Regions from separate parts of the Mus musculus genome. Here region 2 is linked to region 1. A link is a contact called in public promoter capture Hi-C data. All regions are on one chromosome and are shown on one strand. The core of a region is the stretch at or near the end of the contact, and the rest is flanking DNA. Distances in the headings are between cores, read along the strand shown. Region 1 overlaps Zfp523 (zinc finger protein 523). Region 2 overlaps Mapk14 (mitogen-activated protein kinase 14).

The links. Capture Hi-C pulls out chosen DNA fragments and counts their contacts.
Region 2: a promoter capture Hi-C map of pancreatic islet shows a contact between it and region 1. The contact joins two enhancer-like sites.

Annotation. Positions count from the first base shown.
Region 1 is chr17:28,182,675-28,190,525 of GRCm38.p6, reverse strand. Zfp523 (zinc finger protein 523) reads right to left here. Exons shown (of 14, transcript NM_001357995.1): 2 at 574-729. The coding sequence starts at 646. Among named protein-coding and RNA genes, the nearest start is that of Zfp523, 9.4 kb to the right of the region's middle. Within about 2 kb of position 5,110, at least 25 of the 459 cell types and tissues checked have an H3K27ac peak or open chromatin away from gene starts, as enhancers often do. A contact at or near this core is called in pancreatic islet, where this site is marked.
Region 2 is chr17:28,704,597-28,712,447 of GRCm38.p6, reverse strand. The region is part of intron 1 of Mapk14 (mitogen-activated protein kinase 14); the gene reads right to left. Among named protein-coding and RNA genes, the nearest start is that of Mapk14, 17 kb to the right of the region's middle. Within about 2 kb of position 3,252, at least 94 of the 459 cell types and tissues checked have an H3K27ac peak or open chromatin away from gene starts, as enhancers often do. A contact at or near this core is called in pancreatic islet, where this site is marked.

The DNA of each region.
Region 1 (7,851 bases), core at 3,861-6,360:
TTCCCTGGAGCAGCCCATCATAGGTGCTGGGAACCCAACTCAGGTCCTCTGACAGAGCCTCCGTGCCCCCAGCGTGTACTTACATGCCTGGAGAGTTGTTTTAGTCTTCAATGCTATGGTTATAAACTCATGCCCCGTGCAGGTCTGAGGAGAGGCCTACACTCCTGAAGAACCATTACTTATCTGAGATTCAAGTCTCTCCGTGAACCCAGTGTGTTTATTTGGTGCCCACTGGTGTCAGACACTGAGGCATAAATTGTATTTGTGGGGCCCCTGCTGTGCCTAGAGTGTCTTGTACAGGGCAGAGACTCAGAACGGCACCCCCAGCACTTACATCCACTTCAGTCAAGACAGTGGACTGCCTCTGTCCAGGAAGCACCCTAAGCTGGAACAGGGGTGTCTGAAAGTAGGCGGCCTAGGCTCGCACATGCTGGTCCCTAATTCTAACGAGTCCCCTTTCTGTCAGGTGCACACAGAAGTCCCTCGCAGGCACAGAAAGCTGCACCAGGTGGGGGCCAGCAGGCAGGTGAGCAGGGAAGACGGGCAGGGTTCCAAGGTCCCCAGAACACTCACCTTTGACAGCCTGCTGGACGTAGGCTGTTGTCCCATCACTGAGCCTCACCGTTTGCAGCCCCAGGCTTTCCATGACAAACTGCCACTTGTGCCTTCAGACATGAAGTTGGCTTCTGGTCACCACTGAGGTCACAGATTTCCTTCTGGGTCACCAATCTGAGAAAATGGACAAAGTCACATCAAAAACAAAACAAAACAAAACAAAAACAAGAGCAAGCCTCACAGCTCCCTCCTGTTGCAAGTGATCAACAAGGCCCGAGGCCAGCCAGGAGCACACAGACACTGCTTCAGAGAATTAAGCTGGTTCCTATGGAAAGTGTGACTCTCTCTCTCTCTCTCTCTCTCTCTCTCTCTCTCTCTCACACACACACACACACACACAGAGTTAATTCAAAATGGTGGGCACAGAAGCATGGTGGTCAAGATGCTTGTGAAGTAAAAATCCGCTGACCGAGCCGTTACTGACTGACTGAGCCATCACTGACTGAACTCACTTCCCGTCAAAGGCAGGCAGGCTCTCTGCCTGGTTGTCTGTGCTTACTCCATGGTCTATCCTGTGCTCAGACCCATCCATCCACCGGCACTATTGACCATCCTCAAGGAACAAACAGCAGGTCCCTAACAGAATTCACAACATTTCCATCTCGGGGATGGCACCTCCATCCACCCTGAGTCCTCTGCTCATAAAAAGGCAGGCTACTTCTCACTCAGAGCCACCTAACCGTGTCCTCAGACCAAGTCTTCCCTGTTTCTGATTTATTTTCTAACAAGCTGTGAGGATGACACCCCCCCCCAAAAAAAAACCCCAGCACAAATATGAAGCTTACTCCCAGAAGCTGGGGCCCTTCCTCTTCCTGGGGCTCACGTCCTTCACCATTTATCAGTGTAACCTGGGTTCTACGTGGCTCTTCTGGCTTGGGGTGGCTGCACCAGCCCTGTGTGCTGTAGGCTGTACACAGACATGACTTGCTATGTCCTAGCAGCACAGAACATGGTCCATTGTAGACCCTCATATGTGACCTGTCAGGAGCCCTCTGCCCCTGCTTTTGGTCTCCTTAAGATTCTCTAAAGAGGCGTTTTCCTTTCTTAACCTTATTGGCGGCTTGCAGGGATTGGTTCCTGCCTTTCACTGTGTGGATCCCATGTATCAGGTTGTTAGTCTTGGTTACAGGTGTCTTTACCCACACAGCCATCTTGATCATTAAAATTAAGACTCTCCCAGACTGCCTACTTTAACCTTGAAACCCCAGATGATGCTCTGCCTTCACACTGATATACCTGGAGGATGTTTGTGTGTCACTGGGCACATGTTGCTTGAGGCCAGAAGTGACAAGCTGGAGCTTTGTGCCTCGAGGGTTGAGAGATCAGTGCTGCAGTGTAACTACAGTCCACCTGGGACACGTTGGCTGTGTCGCTCCACCCTAAGCTTGGCATCTTCACTAGAATAACTAACTCACTCACTTAGTCTGTTAACATTTACCCGAATGTGCTCTGCTTCAGGGAGCGGCATCAGCAATAGCCAGCAACACACACACACAATGGGAATGCAGGGGTATGGACCTGCTCACATCTCTACACACACACAATGACAACACAGGGGTGTGGACATGCTCACATCTCTACACACACACAATGGGAACGCAGGGGTGTGGATATGCTCACATCTCTACGCTCTGGTACTGTTATGTTCCCTGGTTTAAAAACATTTTCTCTGTGAGTGAATGTGCACGTGGAAGTCAGAGCACAACCTGAGGGAGCTGGTTCAATCCTTCTGTCATGTTGGTTCTGGGGACCAAACTCAGGTGGTCAGGGTCAGCAGCAAATGCCTTTATCTATGGCCCGGCCTTGTTGGTCCTATTTTCTCTATTTCACAGTTTAGTCCTAGGACATCAAATAACTTTCTCAAGGTTGCAGAGCTACTAAGTGTGAGAGGAGGATTTGAACCCACACCATCTGATCAAGAATGAGCACTCAATGCCGGGCATGGTGGTGCATGCCTTTAATCCTAGCACTCAGGAGGCAGAGGCAGGCAGATTTCTGAGTTCGAGGCCAGGTCTACAAAGTGAGTTCCAGGATAGCCAGGGCTACACAGAGAAACCCTGTCTCGAAAAAACAAAAAAACAAACAAACAAACAAACAAAAAGAATGAGCACCCAAGGTCTCTACGATGGTGCCAAGTGCAGAGGGTCTCCTAGGGGTTTAAAAACCCTGAGACCACTAAAAAGTACTCTTGTGGAACACAGGCCTGTCTATATATATTTTTTTAATTTTTAATTTTTAAAGTTTTATCTATTTATTATTTATATGAGTACACTGTTGCTGTCTTCAGACACACCAGATGGATGCATCAGATCCCATTACAGATGACGTGGAGCCACCATGTGGTTGCTGGGAATTGAACTCAGGACCTCTGGAAGAGCAGTCTCTGCTCTTAACCACCGAGCCATCTCTCCAGCCCCTTGTCTACATTTTTAAAGACGTTGTCTAAGGCTATCAGAGAGGTATAGAGAAATCAATCAAACGGGAACAGCTTCTGGGAACTCAGACCTGAACCATCTCGTCTAGGAGCGACCCACTTGGCTGGGATCTCTGGTCCTGACTGGTTCTGGACTGCTCTACAACTCTTAACTCCCATTCTCTTAATCAGGGAGAGAGTTTTTTTGGTTTTGGGTTTTTGTTGTTGTTGTTTTGTTTTTTGGTAACCCGTTTTACTGTAACCACAACACGTGAGAAATAAGGACACATATAAGACTTGGCCTAAATACAAAACAGACCACAGGCTGGAGAGACAGAATGGCCTCTAGCTTCCATGGCTGGGTTGGTAGCTCCCACAGTGACAGGTGGTTGAATTTAGAGTGTCTGCTCTCTACAGGGCTCTGCAGTCGGATAGCAAACGGATGAGCCTCTCTTGAGCCTCAGATGCTGCAGCTGAGACAGCAGAGACACTGCTTCCTAGGTTATTGTAAGGGCTAGATGAGGTCGCACATGCTGCCACTCAGGACAGGACAGGCACATGGAGAGGACTCCAGCATGGAGGCTCTGGAAGGGGAGTATGGCACCATCTTAGTTCAGGTCCTCATGAAGGAACTGGATGGCTCTCTGCAGAAGAGGTTTCTGCCTCCCTGCCTGCTTCCTTGCCCGTTGGCCCCGATGGCCTTACAGTCCTTCCCACTGCTCAAGCTAACACAGCGATGACGGACACACCCTTAACATGTGCTGGACACTGCTTTATGAGGAGGCGCACACAACCCCTCGCAGATGAGGCTACTGAAGCTAGGAGGGAAAATGATCGGCCCAAGGTCCCAAAGCTGCCAGCTGCTGCTGAAGTGGGCTGGCTGGCCTAGGTGTGGGCCTCCACACTTCCTACTGGTAAAGTATAGAGCACTGTTAGCACTCAAAGCTCTGTAACCTCACCCCAGCCTTCTAGATCTGCCACGACAAGGGGAATTGGGGCTGGAGAAGCTGGGAGCCACATTTCCCAAAATGTCCCTTCTTAGACCCAAATAAAACCAAACCTATCCTTCTTTTCTTCCTTCCTCCCTTCCTTCCTTCCTCCCTTCCTTCCTTCCTCCATCTCTTCTTTCTCCTTCCTCCCCCCATCCCACTTCCTGTCCTGGCACACATGCTCATCAAGTGTTCTACCACGCGTTGCCCAGCCCAGCAGCACACATCTTCACTCCGCTGCCTGGTCGCACATCCAGGCTGAAGCATCCCTTTCCTTCTTAAACCCTGAGGTGCACACCCTGGAAGCACATGCTGCTGTCCCCCCAGGCACGAGCCATGGTCCTCATTCTCCCTTCCTCTTTCCTTCCTCCCTTTTGCTTGAGATATGGTCTAACTAGGTTGCTTAGCATGGTCTTGAACTTGTGATCCTCCTGCCTTCTGAAGCTGAGATTGCAGGTTTGTGCACTGAGTCTTGGTGCATCAAGTCTAAGGGGTGAGAGTCTTGACTGGCAGCCATCTGCCTTTAGCCTATAAGCTTGGCCTCCCTTCCCCTTCTTTAAATGATGGCTTACTCTGAATCCTCTTATGCTAGCACTAAACTCACGAGCGACGGGCAGACCTCAGAGGCTGTCTGGGCAGTTCCTGCCCACAGTGGGCATTTCAGCGTCAAGATGGACGGAGGAGGTATGTGGTTTATCAGCTCCTGGGTACGGTGAGGGGCAGTTGGGAAGAGAGGGAGACAAGAGTGATGACAACCAGACCTCAAGCAACCACTCCTGACTTTTTAGAGCAGCCCCAGCAGCTTGCTCCACTTTTTAAAACCAACTCAACCTATTGACTGAATGCAGAAAATCCTCTTGCTGTGGTGTGTAGATGCATCTCCTATTGCCAAGGCACCAGGGGATGCAGGCTTCTGAAAGGCTTTGCGGATGAGCGGATTGTCTCTAGGTCCCTCCACACAGCCTGCTCTATGTAAACTATCTGCAAGAGGCAGGAGTCTGAAGGGAGCATGCGCACTTGTGTTCCACACTTAGCAAAGGTTCAGCTCTGATCTGGTCCACATCCAAGCCTCTCGTGGATGGCAAACATTAGTCTGGGAGGGACAAAGGCTGATGGGGACAAGGGGCAAACAAATCAGATACAGATCTGGGAGAGCTGTGGTAACAAACTGATTCTGTATCTGCTGTTACAGAAAAGGACTTCGGTGCACATCAAGACCCAAGCCTAGTTCTGTGGTTTTCTAAACCATGAAGAGAAAACAGGAAATTAGTAACAGAAAATTGCGCTGCTCAGGGCATCACACACACATCCCTGCCAAAGGCAGGCTGGCTGTAAAAGCCCAGCTCATGCTTGCATGGTTATATACTGCTGTGAGAGTCACAACAAGGCAAGTGGCCAGGCAGAGTGGATTACTTCCAGTTCCAAATCACAGGGGATGCAGGTCTGTCATTATGGAACGGAAACTATTTCAACTAAAATGGAATCTTGAGTACACATTGCATTTAACACCTCCACTTGTGACCATCCAGGATGGTGGTCACAGGTGGCTCTCATCCTCACTTTCAGTTCAGGAATGTCCAGAATCAAGGCATGTTGGAAGATTATACTAACTTTGGACTAATAGGCAAATTAGCAGAGTGTACCTTTATTTTTATTTCATTTTTTCCCCACTGAAATAGAGAAATGGCACAAGTGGCGTAGCCACCCTCTGAGCGTTACTTTTATTCTGGCACTCAGAGGGCAGATGCAGGTGTGTCTCTGTGATCGCAAGGCAGCCTGGACTAGACCACAAATGCCAGGCCAGCAGAGAGCGACAACAAAACCCTGCCACAAAAACCCAAAACCAAACAAACAAAGGAAAGAAAGGAAGGGAGGGAGGGAGGGAGGGAGGGAGGGAGGGAGGAAGGAAGGAAGGAAGGAAGGAAGGAAGGAAGGAAGAAAGGAAGAAAATATTAGCAGTGATAAAGGCATCCAGCTGTGGTCACCACGGCTTGACAAGTACCGTTCTTGCGAAAAATGACATATCCCATCAGCATCAGGAGAGGTGGGGACACACCATTAACACCATTTAGTTAAGATATCAAAGTGGAACAATATGCAAAATCTTAATGAGGAAGAGAAAGTACTTTTGGCTTTCAGAAGGAAAAAAAAAGCCAATGGACAAAAGAGCTTGTCAGGAAAACCAATAGATGGAGAATCAAAAAACTATCTACAAAATATACTAAAACCACAGAGACAAACTGTGTTGGAGCTCACAATGTAAACCTACAAGGCAGACAGATACAGGAGGATCCACAGAACTTAGGGGCCAGCATGGTTACACATAAGCCAAGGCTACAGAGTGAGAACTATCTCAGTAAGACAATAAAGAAAGCGAAGGTTTAAAGAGACACCGTAATGGAGAAGAGGTGGCTGGAAACATGCTAGCCCTGAAAGGCTGTCAGAAAGGTGCCTCCAGAACACTGGCAACATCCTACAGGGCCAGGGTGAAGGCTGACATGAAGTCTTGTCTCCTGTCACGGCAGTGTGAGAGGGGACAGTCACTGTGGAAAGCAGCCTGGCAGCCACTTACGTTGGTGCTGGCACAACCTTCTCATGTGATCCAGTGATCACTCCTTTTCATCGTGAACTGGGAATACCTCCACAGACATATTCATTCAAAGCCCAAACTCATGGAAACCAAGATGTCCTCAACAGGCAAACTATGGCACATCCCTTTAATGGAATAGTTTATGTTTTAGAACGTATGTTTATGTGAGTATGTGTGCTTCTGTGTGTGAATGTATAAGTGTATGTTTGTGCAAGTGTGAGCGTGTGTGTATTGAGTGTGTATGTACACAGAGGCTGGAGGCTCACACGAGATTTTCCTCGGTCACTCTGTACCTTACTTTCTGAGACAGTCTCTGAAACTGACTGGTTGGCTGGACTAGTTAGCAGCAAGCTCTGAGGACCGGTGAGGTTCCAGCTCCACGGTGCTGGAGCCCTGGTGCACACCAGTGCATCATGTGGAGGCCCTTGTGCCTGGTAGTATGAAGCCGACTGCCGTGCTCCCGGAGGGCAGGCTCAGTCTCCCTCAGGCCACACGTGGGGGGTGCTCCTGGTTACTACTGTACGAATGGAGGAAGAAAGGAGGAAATCTATCACCGACACACTGCCTGGGCAGAATCACAGCCTCAGAGGTGCCTTGCTGCCTTCCTCATTCTAAATTCACCAATGCTCACAAGAGGGGCTGAGGTGACAGCTCCCTTCTAGCCTAAGGTAGCCGTTTAGAAGGGAAGCCAGGAGCTGTGGGATCACACGGCTCCCTGCTGGCAGAGTCCAGGCAGACTCCTAACCCTCCAGCTTTTCCTTCTACATGCAGTCTGGCACTGGGAGAGCAGGCAGTACGAGGGCCCCACAGATCTATATATCGAGCTGCTTATCAATGGTTCTATTTTGCTGTCTAAAAGGGTCTCACAAGTGACAAGCTTATTCTAGGACAGCCAGAGCTACACAGAGCAAACTCTGACTCCGAAAAAAACCCCAAAACCCAAACCAAATCAAACATAAAACCAAACAAAAAAGTGAATTCCAATATTAAAAGAAAAGAAGTGAATTCTGGGGCTGGGGATATGGGCTTGGTGGCGCATGTCTGTAATCCCATTCCTCAGCAGGTAAGATTATAGAGTCAAAAGCTCAGGTCACCCCTGCTACACAGTAAGTTAGAGCCCAACCCGGGCTGCAGGAGACTCTGACTCTGGGGGGTAGGGCTGGGGTGAAGTCCTAGCCTCTCCTTCTCACAATCTGACTTTCCAAACTCCCTCCTTCAGTAATGGGAATTGGGAGCTGTTCCCA
Region 2 (7,851 bases), core at 2,003-4,502, 520 kb before region 1:
CTACCTTGAGTGCATCGAGGCTGCTGACCTCATCAATTGTGTCTCCAGCTCTCCTGTCTTCAACCTCCTAACTGCTCCCTTGTACCCTCTCCTTGGATCAAGTCTAACCTTAGGTGACCACAACCACCTAATTACCCAAGGCTAGCTACGGTTGAAAAAAAAAAAAAAAGTACAATCAGACTGCTTCTAAGTTTTTACTTCTGAACATAATTGCAAACACTGAAACAGTGACTCCACTCACAAGGTCATTCTCTACTCTGAAAAAAGATCTCATGACTTTTCCACCTCTCAAACTTCCAATCCCTTCTCTCCCTCCCTTTCCTTGAGAGAACAGAAGCTAGCAAAGGGAGATCCATATAGCTCCATCTCTTCTGTGGATCTGTGCACCCCAGATGCCCTCAGCCAACACTCTCCATAGTCTCTCTTACTCTAAGGAACACATGCCCTCTGATCAAACCCAAGACTGTGCTTTGGAGCCGTCCCACATCTTCTCAACAACATTCCTCCTGCGTGTTGCTGACTCACAAAGGGGAGGAGGGGGACGTAGGGGGACGTGGGACATACACATGGACACACATCGAGCGCGCGTGCGCGCACGCACACACACACACACACACACACACACACACACACACACACGGAACTGAACCCTGGGTAGGCGAGTGCTCTACCACTGAGTTATTTACACACTGATGTCTCACTTGTCTCAGAATGTGCTCTAGAAAGTTTCCATATTCATTAACTAGTTTTGATGATCTTCCTCACAGTTTAAAAAATTCTCCAAAACTTAATAATCTCCAAATTCTCAAGGTATGGGAACCATTCACGTCAGCTTCACCCAAGGATTAATTAGTAAGGAAACTCCTGGACACACCATCCTAGAGCTACAAATCAGAAACTGAAGAGAGCGCAATTCTCAAAGCCTTCATGCACTAACTAAAACAAGAGCTGTTAACCTACACCTATGCTGTTCAAAGTGCACTCTGTAGACCAGTGGTCCTGGCTCTGCCTGGGAGCTCCCTGAGAAGGCAGGATCTTGACCCACAGAGCAGAGTCTGCATTGTGACAATGTGATTCACACAGTTCCTAAGTTTGAGAAGCACAGCTAGACAGACAATGCTCTTCTCAGCTCCATTCATCCTTCAATCCAGCCTGCTGGAGCTGCTCTTCTCAAGCCCACTACCGGGCTCGGGCTCGGTAAGCACGTCAGACGGCCAGTGTTCTGGCCTAGCATTTGGCATGGTCAGACTCCCCCTTCCTCCTGTCAATCCTACAATGGACATGGGGCTTTCTGGGACTTTCTCTGCATCACATACTTGTACTACATAAGCTCCTGATGATGGAGTTCTTCAGGGGAGGGTCCTGGGCGGCTTTCATCTTCTCATCTTTATAACCTCCTTTACAGCTGTGTTACAGTTCAGCGTGAACTATCCTCCACAGGCGCATGGGTTAAACACTTGGTTCCCAGCTGGTAGCACCACTTTGCTGTTAGGTAAATCCAGGTTGGCCTTACACTCACTCTCAAGCTGAAGATAATCCTAAATTCCTGATCCTTCTGCCTCCACCTTCTGAACACTGGAACAACAGATGTGCCATTTCCAGATTGAGAGAATTCTAAAATCTTTGGAGGTGGGAGGGCCCAAGCAGATAGCTCAGTGGATGAGGGTACAAGCCTGACAACCTAAGTTTGATTCCAGGAACTCAAATGGTAAAAGGCGAAAACCAACTTGAAAATGTCCTCTGTCCTATACACGCACACCACGACACAAGAACACACAGTACATCACCTCATACTAAACAAAAGAGAAAAGCTTCAGTGTTTTCACTATGGTGGTAGAGCTTAGCTGGAAGGAGATAGTTTGGTTGGGCACCCTCTCTTCTGTCCCATTCCTGCCAGCTCAGGTGTACAGAACAGCCCACGGTATGCCCTCCCACGTGCTCTGCTCGAGGGTATGGATGGAGGCAAGCACGGGGGAGCCCTGTGAAATGGAGACCGTAAGCCCTGGCTCCTTTCTCCTCTCAGGTGTTTGGTTGCAGGGATGAGAAAACTACACAACTGGTCATTTCGGGTTAAATTCCATCTATAAACACAAAACCCCCAAAGCCTATCCTTTCTTGAAATCTCTTTTCTGGGCAGCAGGACTGTGGGCGGTCCAGAAGATACCTAATTCTTAAGAACTTGACAAGGTGAAAAGATCCGTCCTACAAGCTGCCCTCCGACGTGCAATTTCAAAATAATAAATGACTATTTTAAACTCAAGGAATTTTCTTGTAATACAGAATAAAAATGCACATTTCCTACCGCTGTCTAAGTTTCAGATGAGTTGACCCAATCCCAGGGCTCACCCAATCAGTAGTCCCCCACCACAGGCCTGCTCTGGTGTGCTGGCTTCTTTCAGTTCTGTAAACTATTTGGATCTGCTGCTGCTAGTTCCTTCTCGCCTACCCGCACCCACCCCACAACTAAATCTTTATTCTTCAAGTATATATAGGCAGAGTCACCCCTCCACAGGGGTTCCTACCCACCTGAGGCAAGCACTCTCCGTCTTTCACCCTTTATCTCCATAAGACCATAAGACAACCTTCCCTTTACCAGTGTGTGGTTAGAAACTGAGGAAATGGCCATGGCCCCCACACAATGTGGCTTCTTCAACTTCCACTCTGAGTGTCATGCCTCATGCAGCCTTTGTAACTCTGTCCTCTCCTTGGGGATGAACCTGTGGGGAGCAGGGAGGGCCAGCAGGATGTGGCCACACCTACAAGTTCAGCTCAGCTGGATAGCAGAACAGCTGCCCATTATGATCACTACCCAGGCTCTTTTGCAGCCAGCTCCAGAGCAAGAGGGGCAGGTTCCACCCTCTGACTTCACTAGCCACTCAGTGGAGGACAGATGCCGCACAGGGACCCTACAGTCCCCAATAATCACAATGATTAGTATATGTTTATTTACCACCCACCAGGTAGTTAAACAAGGGCTGGGCTCTGGAAGAGGACTATCAGGGTTTTAATACTAGCTTTGCCACTTAATAACTCTTGAGGAAGTTAATTAAATTCTACCAACCTCATATATAAAACAAATATAATGTCTGTATCTAACCTAAGGTACTAGTTTTTATGGCAGGTTTAGCAAATTTTGTAAAACTCAATTATCAGACATTAATAATGACTCCTACTGCCACCTGCCCTGGGCAAGTTGAGGACAAGAAGTCCATCTGTTTCCCTCACCATCGTGATACAAAGGGCTCAAAACCCCAGTTTCCTCAATTAGCACTTCCCAGTTCCCTCAGGGTTGGACACACACCAGACAAATACTGGTCAGTAAGCTGAGCCGCATACCCTTTACTAATGTTTGTTTTATTTTGAGACAGTGTCTGGCTAAATTTTCTACACTGGCTTGAATGTATGACCTTCTTGTCAGTTACTGTGTGTTGGGATTAGAGACACATGCCACCACTCCTGGTTTATAGGGCTTCTTTCTTTTTTCTTTTTTTGTGGTTTTGTTTTTGGGGGACAGGGTTTCTCTGTGTAGCCCTGGCTATCCTGGAACTCACTCTGCAGACCAGGCTAACCTTGGACACACAGATCCGCCTGCCTCTGCCTCTCCAGTCCTTGGATTAAAGGTGAGTGCCCCTACCACCAAGCGATGTTATTTTATTTTATGAATACAAAAGAAAACAGTAAATATGGTAGCTGATGTCACAAAACTTACTATCTACCTGGGATAACAAAATGCACAAGATACCAGGAATGACCAATTAAACAGCCAACAGACAGTTAAACATTTCTCCAAATCCTGGATTAAAAAACCATATATACCGAGGCCTGTGAAATGGTTCAGCAGGTAAAGAAAAGATGAGAGGGTAAAGGCACTTACTGCCAGGCCTGAGAATACAGCCCCGGAAACCTACACAGTGGAAGGAGAGAGAACTGACTCCTGCAAGTTGTCCTCCGACATCCACAAGTCTAAGTCTGTAATGATGCATACTCATTCATTTATTCATTCTCATTCTCTCATTCTTTTCCTGACTTCTTGTTCTTCCAGAGGTCCTGAGTTCAATTCCCAGCAACTGCATGGCTCACAACCATCTCTAATGGGATCTGATGCTCTCTTCTGGTGTGTCTGAAGATAGTGACAGTGTACTCATATAAATAAATCTTTAAAAAAGGATCTCCTTCCTCTCTCTCTCTCTCTCTCTCTCTCTCTCTCTCTCTCACACACACACACACACACACACTGAAGCTGGGAGTAGTAGTGAGTGGTTCATGCCTATAATCCTTCTGCTTGGAAGACAGAGGCAGATGGGACATGGTAGAAGCCAGTCTACTACAGAGTAAAATCATATCTCAAAACATCGGCACAGATACAAACAAAATAGGGTTCAAAGTACATATCTGTTGCAGCCTGGTCACAGGAAAACTAGAAACTACTTGAAATTCCAACAACAGGACTTTAAAATTCTAGTACATTCTCCGTTCACACACATGGAGCAAAGAGCAAGACTCTTTCATGTACTGAGGGCAAAAGAACAAGTTTCAGAAGCAGAAAATGATTCTATCATAGGGAAATACTGTATTCATACAGCATAAATATCTAATATATCCTAAACTTGTTACACTCTTTTGAACAGTGTATGTTTCCATTTTCTCTCTCTCTTTTTTTCTTAAAACAAGCTTTCATTTCTCATGGAGGCCATTAGTAGAGTGAGATACGTGACTCACACTGCTGCTCTGTCACTTAGTGGTGTTTTCAACTTAGTGCAAACTACTAGTTAGTAGCAATTACATTTCCTTCTAATGATACTTACACGGACATAATCACCATATGTAAATCTGAAACCTACATTCCTAAATCACAATCATTTTTCATTTTACCAAGTAATTTTCAAATCTGCCTTTTGTGATATTCTCACTGATGCAGTCACACCAGATGTCCGCACATATAACGCAGCACCAGCTCAGTGACCGTCTAATGCTTCCTCCCTAATCACATGCTCTCATTACAACATACTAATTCTTACCATAGAGGACACACACTCCCATGAAAATACACCTTACATGTACAAGACAGGCAGGAGTTACTCAGACATAGTTCTTGTGGGTTGGAAACCCTCCAGCAAAGGCTGCTAATGCCCTAGAGCTCTATGCACTAACATGCTGCTTCCTCTCCCTATCAGAGCAGTATTTGGAAAGAACAGAAATCATGCATTCTGCTCTAAATTATAAATTTCCAAAAGCAGACACTCCTAGAAAAGCCTTAAACCATCTAAAAAACAAACTGAAAGCCCAGAGGAAAGGAATCTACAATCCACTCAACAAGTGACTATGCCACATACTACTATTCTGGCACTGTCTAGTTCATTTAAATTGAAAAGGTACCTTGAGAAAGGGTCTCTTCTCTCACTGGCCTAGAACTTACCAAGTAGGCTGGACTGGGCAAGCCCAAGATCTGCCCTTCTGTGCTGCCCCAGTGCTCAGATTACAAGTGCATGCCATGACACCCAGATTCCCCCTCCCTTTCAAAATGTGGTTTCCAAGGGAACAAAATGTCCCCTCTGTTGAAAACCACTGATCTAGAGAAGACTGTAGCAGCCCTGTGCAGAGATCTAGATAGTAACCAGGCCTTCTGTCAATAGCCACACGGGTAAGGTGCCTTTAGAGGATCCTCTAGCCTCAGACAAATGTAAAGGCCCTTATTTTACCACTCCAGCACAATCAGGGGTTTTATAAGGTCATTTCCACACAGGTATAAACCGCATTTTTGAGTGTTATGTCCCTCCCACTGTGCCTTCTTTTATAAAAGGGGCTATTTTCCAAAGCCTCATTACAGTGTACCACTAGAAACATTTCTCCATTTTGCTGTTTCAAAATCTCAATAGCAAATATTTCTTTAAGTAATCATAATTAACTCACTTCAAATAAATCTAAAATATCAGACTAACCATATTACACTCAAGTTACTATGGTCTAGCTACCAGCATGGAAAAAGCTTTCATAGCAATAGTTCCTAGGCTCCATCTCTGTATAAATCTGAGCTACAAACCTAACTATGGGTAAACACAAGGACTGATGTCTCCACAAGCTAACTTCCCGAAGTACAGAACTTTCTACCTTATACAATATCTGGACATTTTATGATAGCACTTAGGGTATTATCTAGTGCTGGGTAACAAATATTCCCAAAATGTGGAGCTTTAAACCTGATTTATTATCTCCTATTGTTGTGGATCAAGAACTAGGAAGCTATTTAGCAAGGTGGCTCTGGCTATTTCCCCGAAAGCTGCAGTGAAGAGATGGACCATAGCAAGTCTCTTCTAATTGTTTTTACATTTTCATCATGGGAAGGCGTGTTTTACCTACATGTATATCTGTGTACCATGTTCATGCAGTAGTCAAAAGAGGAAGTCACATGCCTTGGAATTGGAGTTACAAATGGGTGTGAGCTACCATGTGGGCCCGGAGAACCAAACTTAGGTCCTCTGGAAAAGCAACCAGTGCTCTTAACTGCTGAACATCTCTCCAGCCCAACAGTCACTTTTATACCTGCTGAGGCTGGAGGATCCTTTTCCAAGGGTTCTCTTAGCTGTAGTGCTTGCCATCTTGGGCTCTCCACAGGGCTGCTTTGCAGGCTTCCCCTAGAAGTTCTTTAGAAAGGGTGATTTAGGGCTGGAGAGATGGCTCAGTGGTTAAGAGCACTGACTGCTCTTCCAGAGGTCCTGAGTTCAATTCCCAGCAACCACATGGTGGCTCACAGCCATCTATAATGAGATCTGATACCCTCTTCTAGTGTGTCTGAAGAGAGCTTCAGTGTACTCATATACATGAAATAAATACTATTTTAAAAAAGAAAAGAAAGGGTGATTTTGTTCCCTAGAGGACATCCAAAAGTCATTCTGGACTGTCACAACCAAGTCTTAGAGAAGAATGTTCCTGGCACCAAGTAGGTGGTGTCCAGAGATGCTGCTTGCTAAGCATCCTACAGGAGATACAACAGCCAAGAATTATGAACAACTATTTGACCCCAAATGCCAAAGTGTATCAGAGCTGAGAAACTATGCTCTAGAATAGGGGTGTCCAACCTCCTGAACTGTGATAGAATGATGTCATCTATGCATGTGTTGGGTGGAATTCATAGCTATCCTGATGCACATGGCCTGCAAAGCAGCCTGTAAGCAAGATGTTGGATATCCTACTCCTTCAGCAGTGTTCCCAGGGAAAAAGCACCACAGGAGGTACAATCTCATTTACAGCATTCCTTCTGCAGCCACTCATTCCTGCCACATTCTACACAGTAGAAAACTGAGCCACCAAGTACAGTCCTCAGTAGAGGGGAAGGAACTAAGCTCTGCCTCAACAGGACATCTTAATTCTTTATTCAGACTACAGATGTTCTCTAATTTGCTCTCCAACTTTGTTCTATACACCTTTAAGACTGAGAAGATGGCAAGCACTCAGTACCAAATTACTTGGAATTCTGACGTGAGCGTCTCCAGGCTGATGATAAGCAGGCAGATGCTCTCCCAATGCTCAGCAACAGCATCTGTCCCAGGAAGCCGGGTGTTCACACACTACAGTGTAATCTGTTGCTAAGGCAGGACACTGGGGTGGATAGATGTGTTAGAAGCACTATGACTTAATATTCCAACTTACCGGGTTTTTTGGTTTGGATTTCTTTTGGGCAAAAAAAAAAAAACAAAACAACAAAACAAAAACCCAAACAAACAAACAAACAAACCTCCATAACCAATGTTAAGTCAAAGTTAGTATTTCTTTTTCTTTTTTTTTTCTTTTTTAAGGTTTATTTATTATTATACACTGTACACTGTAGCTGTCTTCAGATGCACCAGAAGAGGG